Linked DNA regions of Mus musculus: region 2 is linked to region 1. The links are chromatin contacts, called in public Hi-C maps. All regions are on one chromosome and are shown on one strand. Each heading gives the region's core, a stretch centred on a gene start, on an enhancer-like site or on the middle of the called end of the contact. The rest is flanking DNA. Distances are from core to core; before and after follow the strand shown. Region 1 overlaps Moxd1 (monooxygenase, DBH-like 1). Region 2 has its middle 34 kb from the start of Gm15270.

Region 1 (7,651 bases), core at 1,766-4,265:
CCCCTCCCAACTTCATGCCTTTTTCTTTCCCTTGTTTATAATCCACTAAATCTAGTTAGTGCTCTGCCTATGTAGGTGGATATAGTGCCCTCCATCAGAGCATGGGAATTTTAACTTTTAGGCAGATTAATTTTCTTCAGAAAGCTTTCCCAGGGTTTGAGAATTCCACTGAACACCCTAACATAAGAGGTAATGTCTAAACAGGATGTTGTTCTAATGATATAATTAAGAACAGTCTACGTTCTTGAACGTTACTGTACCGGGTACAAAGTGTAGAATACCCAGTGGGGATGGGTGCCTCAGCAGCAGATCTCCTGCTTTGGCTGCTTGAGAAAACCAGTACAAAAGAGTTAGTTCTGAATCAGCATTAAAAGCATGGAAGCTATCTGTGGTGGCCTCTGCCTGTAACCCCAGCATCCAGACAGAAGGTGGATAAATAGTTCAAGTCTAACCTTCACTACACAGAGAGTTCAAGACCAGCCTTGGGCCACATGTGACCCTGTGTCAAAAATATATACATATACTGAGAAAATTATACTTCACACACAATATACTCTGCTTCCACAGACACCCTAAAAACAGGCACATTGGTTTTAAATGGCAAAGAATGAAAAGGTAACACAAGAGGGTTTTAGCCTCCTTGAAAGGCTATTCAGGAGACTGCTTCCTGTCAATATTGTATACTATTGGCTTCTGGATAAAGAAAAGCATAAGTTATGCAGCCAAAACTTTCCCTTAACTAACCTACAGCTGTTACATGAGCTTGCCATGAGTGACCACTAGGTGTCAGACTTGTGATAGCCCGCAGGGTGATTTGGTGATTGTTGGTAATCACAGATTCCTGCCTGCTGAGGAGGAATCCAGTCTAAACACATGGCCAAGACACTCTGACCATTTGTTGTCTAACCTGAGGCACAGTGGGTGTCACCATTTTAAATAAGCTAGGCCAGTGCAATGGATCTGAGGGGAGGGATTATAAAAGTAATATTTTCAGGTCAAATTTGAACATTCTTTTTCTCTAGTCTAAGAAGCGAGACCATGAGAAGAGTGGGTAGGATTTGAGCAGGGTTATATCCTTCAGCCCTCACCTCCCCCACCCCCAACTAAAGTAAAAATTTCTTTGTAGAGTCTTAAATGCATTACTTCACACTGTCTTTAAAATTGAGTCCAGTAACTTAGGAATAATCTGCATCTCTCTACATTAAATATATCACACAGTTTTCTCAGACCTATAGCATTTTCTCAGCAAATTCTGGTGACATATAACCAAGAATTGCGGTAGAGCAGACCTTGATTGGAAAGAAGCCTGTTAAATTTGCATATTCTGCATTTAAAATTTGCTCCTAGTTTTATTTAATGATATTTATTATTTATTTTACTTATTATAAGTTAATTTGATATTAAATATTATAATAACATTTACCTTTGAAGGGAGAAGATGTATATGTTGCAAAAAAATTTTAAACTATGTATGTAAATGGAATACAGGAATTGCAGGATGGGCACTGGAAGTATCTGCCTGCAATCCCAGGAAAGACCACAAGGGGACGCCTGAACTTTTACTAAGGCATTTGATGTGATTAAAGTTCTAAAATTGACTTTTGTGCAGCTTTGCTGGCCAAAGTGAACACTGTAAGCATTCTGCAGAGATGACTTTAAAATCTTTGATTCTATAAAAAAAAAAAAACATTAAGTTAATGTTTATGGAGAGTTCACAGAAAGAAAAGAGTGGAAGTTACATGAGCTGGTAGGACAACCAGAGGACGGGAGCAAACCCAATGGTTCATGCCTTGGAGATGAGGCTTGAAGACTGGGAATCTGAAAACGCAGTACCAGTCTCCCTGAGCCTCTTTGCCACATACTTTGTCTCTCTCCACCCCTGGTAATAAATGTCCTTTTTGTCACCTCTAACCTTTCCAGCTTCTCTAAGAGTGCAATTCAAATCCCTACAGAACCATGAGAGAAGGAGAGAAGCCTTAACAAAAGCAAATATGCTAATTATTTGCTTGGGAAAAAAAAAGTCTATGCCTTCTAGCAGAAACATTCACCCTGAAAGTAACAAGTACCGACGGGGTTTGGTGGATCTTGCCTGTTTTTCCGGCACTTTGGAGTTGAGTTCGAGGCCAACCTGGTCTACAGAGCAAACCAGGGCTACACAGGGCTACTCTATCTTGGAAACAAAAAACAAATAAACAAATGAAGAATAATGTATGAGCCTGCTATCACTGGGGTAGGGTCAAGTTAGAAGAAGGGAGAATCTTACAGAAACTAAAACACCCGAGTAAGTACAGGGTGTGTCTACCTAGACACACTTATAAGTAAGTAAACAATACCAATAATCACTGTAGTTGATTTGAAAAAATTGTGTTAATACTATACTTTAGTACTGATGGATCATTTTCCTTTGTAACTTGAGTTTAAACTCTGAGGTATGCTTGTCTTATAACACAGCAAAATTTACAGCAACACACAATATTTTAATTTTGTATTTTAATTTTTTTCTGCATAACATTAACAATTTTATTTGTAAATTCAGTTGACTCAGGGAAGCATTTAAAATTTAATGACTTTAGACATGGCTTTCCTGCTCCATGTAATATAAAACCAGATGGAAGAAAATATCCTGTATGTGTAAGTTGTTAGACTTCTTATCTGCCTGGAACCACACTGTTCTTTTAAAGGTCTTCCCGCTGGAGTCGTTCTTAGGAGCAGGAAGAGGTGTGGGGAGAAGGAAGGGAAGTGGGTTAACCCAGCCAAGAAGCAGCCCCGGGTCCATACAGCCGAATGAATAGCACTACAGACTGCCTTCTATAGCACAAATAAACATATGGTCAAAAATTAGTAAAACAAACAGAATGTTCATTAATAGACTTTCACTCCTGGCCACATGGAGCAACTAACACCAGCTTACTGTGCAGGGGGGAAAAAGCCAACACACATGAACAGAGCGGTACAGAGTGCCTGCTTAGGAGACTGGAAAACAGGCATGAGAAAACTCTGACCCAGAGGAAATGAAGACATGTCACGTCTGAACGCTGTGTTCATTCCAGAGCTCTGCCTGTGAGCACTCCTTGGATCACAATACAGAAAGGAGAATTTCCAACAATAAAATGACCATCGCAAGGAATTCAAGAGACAAAAATCAGAGTTAAGGGAGTCAGAGGTGACGAGTTTCCATGTAGAGAACAGGGGGCCTGGCATACAGATTGCTCTTTAAGTCCATATTAGGGACAACTAAGTGCGGGATGAAATCGCACAAGATAGACAAAGAGGAACTAGGGAAATATTTTTAAAAAAATTGGAGAGCTCCCAGAGCTGGTAGATTTTTTAAGTTCCAACTAGTAAGAGTGGAGGTATTTGCTGATGACACAGGTCAGGTATTCAGGGATCCAACTCAGACACCTGCGACCGGGTCAGGCCTCAGTAGTCAAGCTGCATGCATGGTCCTAAACATCCTGACCAGTCACACTGACAAGGATATTAAAGAGTTAGAGACAGTCTGAAATTATTAAGCATGTGAACAACTACATAAAGATAAGCTTAATCTATAGACAATTTAGAGAAATACCAAGCTTTGAAAATTGCAGTCAGCTTAATGATTAGCACAGGAAGGTATTAAAATATTATTTACAAAACAGGTGAAGGACATTTACACTAGAAACTATAAAACAGAACTGAGGAAAGCGAGAAAGTGCTTGAATGAGTGCAGCACTTCATGTTCGCAGAGGGCTCCATACACCGCATGGATCCCCACTGGTCTCTAATGCTTGCTTGCTTCTTTGTTTCTTAAACTTCTTGTCCAGGGTTGGAAACAGGGGATGTTAGATTGCTAATTGGGGATGTCTAGTCTTTATTTGGTGGCTAGTCATTTCCTTCTGCATGTCCTGAGATTTCTATAGCACATCCAAGTAGGGTTTGTAGGTTTTTGTTTGGTTATTTGTTTTAAGAAACTAACAGATTGTCTTAATCATCTCTATAAAAATATAATGAACCTAGAGTATCAAATTAATTTGGGAAAGGGTAACAACAAATAGGAGTTTACAGACTTTATTTTCCTACTTAAATCTATAATAGTCAAGTGTGGTACTGAAGTATCATACATACACAGCCATGAAATAGAGTCCCTTCCAGAGTCAACGTATCATCAAATAACTAAAATTCCAAATTTCATGGTAAAAAGGTGGGTTTCAGGACTCCAAGATGGTTCAGGGCACACATGCCTGTCACCAAGCCTTACAGTGTAAATTCTATACCTGGGGCTCACAAGGTGGAAGGAAATAACTAACCCCTGCACATTGTCCTACACACACACACACACATACACACACACACACACACACACACACACACACACACTGAAAAATACCTTAAAGGCAGTTTTCTTTCACTAAATAGTAAAACAGAAACTTAAGGGTTCTTTGGAAAGTCAGTTGGATGGTGTTTTGCTGGGCGAACACATGAAGGAATATTTTGTTAAAGTGGACACAGGTGTGAAAGGCTAAGGCAAATTCATAAGGATCATTTCGCTGAAGCAGACACAGGAGAGAGGATGTTCTGCTAAAGCGAGCGCGTGAAAGGACACCTGATGAAGGATTCTTTGCTAACCACACGAGTATGCTCTGCCTTACATTGTGTAGTTGAGCTACATTTGTCGGGAGGCCTAGAGAGAAACGCACCAAAAAACTTCTGGTGGTGTGCTGCAGTTTGTTGCTGTTTCCAAGGACTTGGGCTGATTGGATGCACTTGCTGGGGCAAGACCCGTGCTGAGACAAGGCACACGTGATGCTATAATGGGACTCTATGGAGCAATAGAGACAGAGCTTGGCTTGCTGGTACAGCTAGCTGTGCAATGCTTGTTGCTTGTGGGACTCTCTTCTTCACTGACCATTCACAGCCAAAAGCTTCTCTTGGTGTTCCTCTCTGGTCCCTCCTGCTGACTTGAGCCAAAGGCTGAGGTCCGGCTGTCTCTGCTAGGCAGTGCCACCACTGTTGCTAACCAGACTCTACCGAACTGGATTGCTGGTGTACCTGTGAGCTGTTTGAGAGTGAGTTGAGCTCTGCCACCTGCAAACCTGTGAACTGAACTGCCAATTCCCAGACAACATTGATGGAAGTTGAGTTGCTGAGAACGTTTCTAAACAGGTCCACTTCCCCCACCCTGTATCCTTTCTTTTCCACAACCTCTGGTGGGTGGTGGGTTACATGAAGATTAAAACATTTAAGAACCATCATTGAAAGTAGGGTTTGAAAAACTTAAAGATACAAAATGGTTCTTTGAAAACCAACGAGCTTTAAATTTGCCTTATTCTATAAGAAAAATATAATCAAAATGAATCATCTGTCGAAATGTGAAAGGTAAACTATAAAGTTTCAGAGAGGAAAATGATGTACAGTTTACAAAGATTGCATGGAGGTGATTACAAAAGTCAAAACGAGACACAAAATGACAGACAGAACCTTGACAATCACAGTGAAACAATGAAAATGAAACCATAGATAGAATGGAATATATAGAGAAATGACCTGTGGCTCAGTATCTAACGATGAGTATCCACAATATAAAGAGCACTTATAATTCAATAAGAAAACAAACAGTCCAATCGGACAATATACAAAACATGTATCAAAAAGCAAAAAGGAATCTCACAGACTCACAAATGACTCCAGGGAACGACCTTTCTTGCTGTACTTCTGAAGATTAGCTGCAGAATGGTCTGGGGATGCAACATACCAAACAAGGGACATGCAGGCTGGCTGGGAAGGGGTGCAGTGGTCCCAGTAGCCCTTGATGTGGCGTGAACGTTTACAGCTCACTGGAACTGTGTTTCCATAGTGACAGGCATGTAGGGGATGAATCCACTCTGGGAATATTACTCAGTAAGGAAAAGGCACTGACTGATACCGCCACAAACAGGGACAAATCTCAGAAGCATTCTTCATAAAGGAGCCAGACACAGAAGCACATGCCATAACTGTACTTGCATAAAAAATACAGGAAATAACAAATTTACACACACACACATTCAGCTTCCCAGAACTTTATGGAGGAGGTAGGATTGCCAAACCTCTTCATGTTCTAATTAGATAGGATGGGTATGACATCGACGACATTTTCTAAGATTGCATTTAAAATTGGCACACCTTGATTTTTAAATGATGCCTCAAGCGATTGACATAAAAGATAAACACGGCAGCTGGAAGCAGGTCATGAAGCAGAAAACAAAACCAAGATGGGACACCACGCCATGACCGTCACAAGCTGATCTTAATGGAGAAAGATGGCAAAATAGTCTCAGTAGTGTCTCCTAATCTGCTCATATGTTCTTGTGAATGACTGGAAAGAACTCCGCCAGCGGGAGTCTCCCAGACAGGAGGCAGGCTCCAGAGTGGCAAGAGACTGGACAACCCGGTCCAAAGCTGACATGTTCCCCATGAAAGTGATTCAGCCCATCAAAGTTAAGGTAGCTTCCAACAGTGGTAATGAAGCCAAGACAGAAACAATGTACACATTGAACTGGGGAGCATCCAGTCCCACTCCACAACCCTTTCCCCTCAAAATATGAAAGTATGTGTACAGAAAATGAGTCATCTAACCCTTCAGCTGTGGTATGGTGAGAAGAAAGCCTAGGTTCAAATCTGTTTGATGAGGTTTTGGGCAGAGCCCTCAGAATAAGCAAGAAAAGAGATGGGAACCTTGAAACCGCAAGGCTAAAGAAAACCATGTGGTACAACTTACACCCTACAGGAAAGTGGGGGAGAGATGGCTCAGTGGTTGAGAGTATGTATTGCTCTTCAGAAGACCCAAGTTGTATTCCCAGCATCCAAGTCTCACAGTGCACAACTGCCTCTAACTCAGCTCAGGGGGAGCTGATGCCTCTGCCCTGTGTGACCATCTACATTCATGTGTACATAACCTCCCCCATACACATAATTTAAAATAATAAAAAACAAATCACTGGATTGGTTTAAATACACATGGTAACTATTGTAGCAATGTTTGTTTCACTATTAAATGGAAAATTAAACATCTTGAAAATACAAAAGTTGTAAATTATAGACATAAGGTGTGAGAAACGAGACCATAGAAGGTACATTATCACTTTGTATGTCCTAAAAGTGAAACTTGTGACAAAATTTCGTTGTGATACCTTAATGTCTCTAGGATTGCTTCAATCCCCTTTATCTAATAACATCTCAGAGTTAGAACAACAGCAAAATATATTTGATTCAACAAAGTTCTATTTTAATTCAGCTTCTTTGTTCAGATAGATGGAAACAAAATTATAACCAGTTAGCTTTTGTTTGAGAAGTGCTCAAACTGTCACTTTTAAATTTAATCTACTCATCTTCATATCGGTATCCATATAACAAAGAATCTGTAGTAACATACAGGTGATGCCCGAATTGTTTATTTGGGACAAGAGTTGAGCTGATTGCTTCGGCCTTCTTTTGAAACAAATGCTCTGCCATGCTTGGTTCTTTATAGGAAGTTTGTGTGAGTTCAAGCCTCTAACCACCTATAAATGCCTCTCGATTCCAGAACTGACAATCTAGGGAAGTTTTGGTCACTGCCTCTCCACATTTCCTTTCATAGCTTCTTCACCTTTCCGATCACAACCTTCTTTCATTTCCAGATAAAGCCTTCCCACAT
Region 2 (7,651 bases), core at 2,853-5,352, 330 kb before region 1:
GTTTCAGTCATGGCAAGGGAGGTGGGACCCTGAACAGGCATAGCCTGGGGATTGTTACACAAACTGCTGGATGCTTTCTGAGGGTGAGCTGACAATTTGTTTCAAAACACAAATAAGAGAGAGGCTGGGAAGGAAGAAAGGAGGGGAAGGAAATAAGGGCGACAGTATCAGGAACTGGAGGAGATTTGAGAGAGGTACAGAGGGTCAGGAAATCAAACAAAAATCTACAGCAGGGGGGATGAGGAACTGGGGATAGCCACTGGAGGGTCCCAGACACCAGGGAAACATGAAGCCACCAGGACCCAATGGGGATAACTTTAGCCAAAATGTGCAGAGAAGGGGGAGATAGAACCTGTGGAGACCACCTCCAGTAGATAGGCATGGCCACTGGTTGAGGGATGGGGCCACTCACCCATCTCAAAGTTTTTAACCCAGAAATGCTCCTATCCGAAGAAAGAAAGAACAGGGACAAAAAAATAGAACGGAGACTTGTGTAGCCTTAGTGAGATCAGATAACCAATTTCTATCACATACCTGTCAGAAGAGGGGATGGATGAGTGACAATCCACAGCCTGTTTCTTTCTCTTTTTCTTTTTTTTTTTTTTTTTTTTTTTGGTTTTTCGAGACAGGGTTTCTCTGTATAGTCTTGGCTGTCCTGGAACTCACTTTGTAGACCAGGCTGGCCTCGAACTCAGAAATCCGCCTGTCTCTGCCTCCCAAGTGCTGGGATTAAAGGCGTGCGCCACCACGCCCGGCTTCTTTCTCTTTTTCTTTTTCTCTCTTTCCCTTCTCCCTCTTGCTCTGGCCCCCATTCCCTCCCACCCCCCTCACTCGCTCTGCCCCTCCCCCTCGCTCCGCCCTTCCCCACTCCCTCCCCAGACCCAAAGGTTTCTATTTGTTTCTCATTACAGGGGGTTGTGAGCCACCATGTGGTTGCTAGAATTTGAACTCATGACCTCCAGAAGAGCAGTCAGTGCTCTTAACCATCTCACCAGCCCTCTTTTTACTTTTTTTTTAAAAAAGAGATTTATTTATTATTATATGTCAGTATACTGTAGCTGTCTTCAGACACACCAGAAGAGGGAGTCAGATCTCATTATGGGTGGTTGTGAGCCACCATGTGGTTGCTGGGATTTGTACTCAGGACCTTTGGAAGAGTAGTTAGTGCTCTTAACAGCTGAGCCATCTCTCCAGCCCCCTTTAATTTTTATCTTTTGAAATTAAAATATAATTACATAATTTTCTCCCTTTTCATCGCTCCCTCCTACCATCCCCATGTAGGACACCCACCACCCCTCATGCTCTCTGAATACTTTTCTTCTTCTATAAGAAGATTGGCAAGATAAGTTGGAGCCTCGTCTGTATTTCGGAAGCTTTTGATGTGGTTTCTCCAGAGGGGTGGTGGTGGTTTACGTCATTCTTGTGCCCACCTTTTCCTTGTAAGACAATCTGCCCCTTTGGAAGTATTCTGCCCTCTAACCCTTGAGTTGTGTGAAGGAGACTAACTATAGTCTCCTATAGTCAGAGTCAGTTGCCACAGTTTTACGACATCGTGACCTTAAAACCCAGCACGCAGCGTTGGCAGGTGCTGCCCATCACCGCCAGAGTCCGTCATGCAGATCTTTCAAGTAGATTCGGTGTAATTCCTAGGCTAGTTGGCATTTGGAGAAGCACACAGATATAACAACGAGCAGGTCTGGCTCTGCTTCTGTACATGTATTTGTTCCTTAAAGAGACCCAAGCCATTTCGGTATGTGTGCTGATTCCATATTCCTCTATAGACAGCAGCAGGACTCATCGCAGCCACTGATACGTGAACAGAAGGTGGCGCGTGGACACACACAGTGAGATGCCCTTCTCCTACATGTTCCTGCTTGGATAGACTTGGAAGGTGTGGGTCCGAATACTCAGATGAGAGAATCTAAATAAGTCACATTTGCAGACACAGACAGTAGCATGGAGTTTGCCTGGAGTTAGGGAAAGGGGGCGGGGCATAAACAGTCATTCAGTGCTTTATAGGATGAAAGCATTGTTCTGTTTTTGAGACAGGGTTCTCTATGTAGGCCTAGATGTCCTGGAACTCACGCTGTAGACAAGACTGGCCTCGAACTCACAGAGATCCTTGCCTCGTGAGTGCTCTGATCAGAGGTATGAGCCACCATGCCCAGCCTAGGATGAAATTTTTTTTGATATCTTGTCCTAAACAATGATAATATATTTAATGCTACTGAAATGTAATTTGCTTCAAATTAGTTAAAATTAGAATTTTATGTTTTGATTTATAAACCATCACTTAAAAAAAATCACAGTGAATGTGGAAGGTTGCGTTGCTATGACGGATGTTAAGTCCTGGGTACAGATGGAAAACACGCTTGATTGTTACTAATATGAAACAAACAAACAAACAAATCACAAGAAATGTAAAAAACCGCCCCCATGTAAGAGCATCAGGGCAGAATGAATGTGAGCTGCAGAAAAAACTAAACAGCGGTCGCTCTGCGCTGAGGAATTGTTCGCCCCCTGCTGGCCAGTCTTGGAATTGTTCTGCTTAAAGAAAAAGGATCGTAGGAGCAAGACCGCTTTCAGTAAGTTGTCCTGTTACTAAACGATAAGAATTTTCATTCACCAAAATGTTCTGCGTATAAGCATCAAACTCCTACACCCATCCCTGAAATCACTCATCCATTCCTTTGTTTACTAAAATGAACGCACCAGCCTTCACTAACTCTCACCACGTACATAGAGACACACAATGCAACCTTTTGAAAGCGTTCCCCACTTGGCACACCTTCCTGTGCCCAGTCCCTTTATGTTACTTTATATCAGCAAATAAGGTCCTTGACGTGATGTACAACTCGGGTTACTCATTCCCCTCGGATGGGCATTTTGTGGAAGATTTCTAGTTTTTAATCTGTTTCATATAGAACAACTATGGGGTTCCCAGGTTTTGTGTGAACAAAATGTTTTTATTTCTGTGTGTTTAGTGACCATGAAGAGAGTTGCTTTGTTACGCAGTAAGTGCGTATCTGGGTCTTTATTCCCCACAGCAGCTGTAATACTTTATATGGTCACTTGTTCTAAATCCACGTATTTTTCACATTTGCTTTTATAGATATCTTATAGCAGTCAAAATTTGTACAGTTTCCTACGGGTGTTGAATATATTTCAATGGGACTATTTACCATTTGTAAATTCTTCTTTTAAAAATATCTTATTATATCTTTTGCATACTTCCTGGAAATTACTTAATTTTTTTGTTACATGCTGATTTTTTTTTTCAAATTCTAGATCCGGCGCTGCAGTAGTTGCAGATATATTCTCACACCATGTGCCTTCTTTTTCAGACTCTTATAATAGGATCTTTTCCATCACAAATACTTTAAACTTTAGTTAATTTTAACTTGGTTTTATTTTAATTTTTTTCTCCTACGAATTATAATGTTGAGTCAATGAGATAATTTTTCATCAAGTCTAGATCCTGAAGATTTTTATCTATAATATCTTCTAAAACTTTTACAGTTTGGGGTCAGATTTTGAACCATCTGTAAGGTTTAGATTGAGGTTCATACTCCTCCCTTAATAACTCGACCACTGCATGGCGAAATGGCGTTCTCTTTGTACTGACTTGCTTGTAGGCCCTTGTCAGGAAGAGCTGGGTGTATTTCTGTGGACTCACATTGGAGTATCTATTCTGACTCCTCAGTCTGTTTATCTGTCTGTCCTGCTGTGGATATCCTCCATTCATGTTGAGTGTTAAAATCAAGGAGGGTGAATCCTCCCAAGCTTGCCGATTCATTTTTATATCTGTTTTGGATGCTTTTGTTTTATCGATCTGCACAGACTCCAAGACACTGATGGCTTTCTCAAAGCACACATCCTGCTGAGCCTTGATAGTGAAGGGGACAGATGGGGACACTTTAAGCTCTAAATGAGCACACTTGTACTTCATACTGTTGAAAAGGATAGAGGCTCTTGTCTCTCTTGAGTCATGAGAGGCCATTTGTACTTCTCACTGTATGCAGGAATCTGGACGCACACACTGTGTGCTGCCCAGAAAGCGCACATTGTTAACTGACGGGAGTTAATCTTTAACCTAAAGGTAACTCAGATAATGGTTGGGAAGAATGGTGACTCAAAGGCTGGCCTGGGTGTATAAAACTCCCTACACAGGGAAGGGTGATAACAAGGAGGGCGGGCAAGAGGAAATAAGGACAAACCCACCAGCATGACGAATCCAAAGACAAGAGGAGCAACGTGACCAGAGAGGCAGGACTGAATGGTCGGTGTTCTGGTTTCTTATAAAACTTGTTACTGGAGAAAGTCATGCTTCTCCACCAGGTTGCCAGCCCTCTGAGGGAAGCACTGATCCTGTCTGCTCGTTGGCACCCATACCGAGGGGCAGCAGGGGTTTCTATTCTGGTTATAGCTGGAACAAGGCAAAGTGTCTATGTCCCGATAACTCTCTGCCACTTCAAACATGGTGCGATATGCCCGAGCCAGTAGAATAAGGAAAACGGAAATAAAATAATACAGGCTCAGAAAGGAGAAATGAGACTAAGTTTATAGGTGTCACAATTGTTTACATACCCAAACCCCAGTGAGCCCACCAACAAACAAAATAAGTCGCTGGAGAAGTGGTTCTCAACCGGTGGGCTACAACCCTTGGCACGGTCACATATCAAATATTTACATTAAGATTCATAACAGTAGCAAATTGTTATGGATTGTGAAGGTTGGAGGTCGCCACCGCATGAGGGACTGTGTTAACTGATTGCAGCCCGAGGAAAGTTGAGATCACTGCTCTAGCGCCACAGAAAGAATTACACCAGTGCAGTGACATGGGTGTCAGTTAGGGGAGAGGTAAAATTTTTACTCTGTCGATCAGTCTGTGATTACAACTGATCCAGTCTTTCTTTTACGAGTGTCTGGAGTTTTCAGCACATTTATCTTTAATATATACCCAAGTTCTCATTTTTTTTTTAGCAGTTGTACGAAGCATTATGTTTTTTATTTTTATTTTTTATTTTTGACTGAGTGACTACAAAGACTTTATTAAATTATTGCAGCAGGAGGCAGTGCTAATGCAGAAGAGGGACATGGTGGTGAGAATGCTTAAGCAGCCTCAACAAAGCCACAGAGACCTCAACCTGTCCAAGCTGGTGCTATAGAGTCAGAGGATGGGCACCACGGGAAGAGATTTCAAGTTAGCCCTGACAACAGCACCTCAGCTCTGCGGGGACATCGGCCAGGGTCCTTTCTGAGGGCGCTCGAGCCTCCAACTGGAGGAGAGTTTGGGCCAGTTGCTCTGAGCCTCCAAGGAATTCCCCCCCCCCCCCCCATGAAATCATCTCACAACCAAGGCAAAGCTACATGCCACGTCTGACACTACCAATTGCAAGCTGGGTCCCTGGGCTATAGGAATGGGGGCAGCCCCCGCTGGGCTAGGCAGACTGGGAAGCGGGAAGCGGGGCGGCTCCTTTGCTCCAGCGCTTAAGAGTCCTTATGGGCCGCTGCTTTATAGTCTTACCAGCCTCAGCCCAGTTCAAATAGTCACTAAACTTTGTATTCTACGCTTACAGAATTCCACAAACACACCCACCTGCACTGGGTCCTTTATTACTTAAAAGGGCTTAAAGAAACATGTTTTAAAAGAAAATTTCCTTTGTACACATATACCTATGTAGAGCCTAGACGGCCTCTCAGCTGACTGGGTCCCCAGCCCCCCAAGCTGAGAAGGCTCTGCGAGGCTCTGCAAGGCTCTGCAAGGCTGCTACAACGTGCAGAGTTTGGCTGCATGGATTTTAATGAGAGCGTCAGGCGGAGCTGTGCTGTTGCTCACCGGGACTTGCAGATCATTACCAAACCAGCTATAGGATGAGAACACAGCACATGGAAACCCTAGGAGGTCACTGAGCTAATGATCTAACCCTACCTTCCGCAGACAGGGCCCCTCCCTCCCCAGCTCCTCGCGACCCCAGTCTTTCCTGGTGGACTCTGTCCATTCCAGAAGCCAGGCCAATACCGCCGCTGCAAGGTCGGAACAGAGCCACAGTGAGCAGAGAAGCGTTATGTTTTAAATATTGGTTTCAAAGTGTTCATTACTGACATATAGAGTTAAAATGTATTTATTTATTTATTGGTTTTTCGAGACAGGGTTTCTCTGTATAAGCCCTGGCTGTCCTGGAACTCACTTTGTAGACCAGGCTGGCCTCGAACTCAGAAATCCGCCTGCCTGTGCCTCCCAAGTGCTGGGATTAAAGGCATGCGCCACCACGCCCAGCTTAAAATTATTTTTTTTTTATAAAACTGTCTTATATCCCACAACCTTGGTAAACTCATATTGGCTCGTCTTAGGATGATTTTTAAGTTCCCCTGATGTTCTCTCATAGACGCCCATGCCATTTGCAAGAGAGAGAATGTCCCTTCTCATTTTCGGCTCTCTGTGGCCTCATTTCTTGGCTTGACTGCACTGATCGTAACACATGATGCTATGCAGCAGTGATTGTGTGCCTCCCAGAAAGGACACATGACATCTTATCGGACACCGCGGACTTCGTAGGTGGGAAGGATGGCAGTATTCGTGGATAGTAAGAGCAAGGTTAACATTTTAATGTACACCTCATCAGAGCATACAAGAAACACGACTGAGTCTTCCACTCCTAACACTGAGGAGCACTGGAGCACACAGATCTCAGTGGCTGGACTGACAATACAGTTCTATGGTAGAGCCTTCTCCTTGATACACGGGCCTAGGATCACCCCCCCCCACACACACACACACAAACACACACATACACACACAAATACACACATACAAACACACACACAAACACACACATACAAACACACACACAAATACATACATACAAACACACACACAAACACACACAAACGCACACAAATACACACATACAAACACACACACAAACACACACATACAAACACACACACAAACACACACATACAAACACACACACAAACACACACATACACACACAAATACACACATACACACACACAAACACACACATACAAACACACACAAACACACACATACACACACATACAAACACACACACAAACACCCCCCACACACAAACACATACACACAAACACACACATACAAACACACACACAAACACACACACACAAACACACACACACAAACACATACACATACAAACACACACACAAACACACCCCCCCCACACAAACACATACACACACAAACACACACATACACACATAAATACACACATTCAAACACACACACATACACACACATACAAACACACACAAGCACACACACACTCCCCAAATGCATTTCATATCACCTAGAAAAATAATACTAAGAAAAATTTGTACTCTGGGAAACATTTTAATAAAACTACATTGTTTGTAATTACATTTTACATTGTAATTATATGAAAATCAGTGATAATATTAATAATTGCTTTTGCGATGATTGCTGTGTGTTCTTTGGGGTTTGATTTTGTTTTTCCCTCCATACTCTAAAGTTCTCATCCTGAGGAAGATAAATGGTAGTAAATTCTAGGTGGCCCTTACAGTTATATTTGATGCAGAAGTGAAAAACCTGTAATCATTTTGCCAAAAATTCCTCTCTCGCGTGATTGCTAAAATACAGTGGATA

What was found. A called contact is a pair of places that touch in the nucleus more often than the background predicts.
Region 2: a Hi-C map of uterus shows a contact between it and region 1, with 6 times the contacts expected there. The contact joins two enhancer-like sites. A contact is called at or near these places in 4 of 15 datasets of contacts at CTCF or cohesin (the NIH/3T3 cell line, embryonic stem cells and stem cell-derived epiblast-like cells), 23 of 484 Hi-C or Micro-C datasets (the AML12 cell line, the C3H10T1/2 cell line, CD4 T cells and 13 more), 8 of 115 datasets of contacts at active chromatin or transcription factors (the NIH/3T3 cell line, T-cell acute lymphoblastic leukemia, astrocytes and 5 more) and 1 of 9 other capture datasets (embryonic stem cells).

What each region holds. Positions count from the first base shown.
Region 1 is chr10:24,291,880-24,299,530 of GRCm38.p6, reverse strand. All of the region lies in intron 10 of Moxd1 (monooxygenase, DBH-like 1), which reads right to left. Among named protein-coding and RNA genes, the nearest start is that of Moxd1, 72 kb to the right of the region's middle. Within about 2 kb of position 3,015, at least 7 of the 459 cell types and tissues checked have an H3K27ac peak or open chromatin away from gene starts, as enhancers often do. A contact at or near this core is called in uterus, where this site is marked.
Region 2 is chr10:24,625,737-24,633,387 of GRCm38.p6, reverse strand. No RefSeq gene overlaps it. Among named protein-coding and RNA genes, the nearest start is that of Gm15270, 34 kb to the right of the region's middle. Within about 2 kb of position 4,102, at least 44 of the 459 cell types and tissues checked have an H3K27ac peak or open chromatin away from gene starts, as enhancers often do. A contact at or near this core is called in uterus, where this site is marked.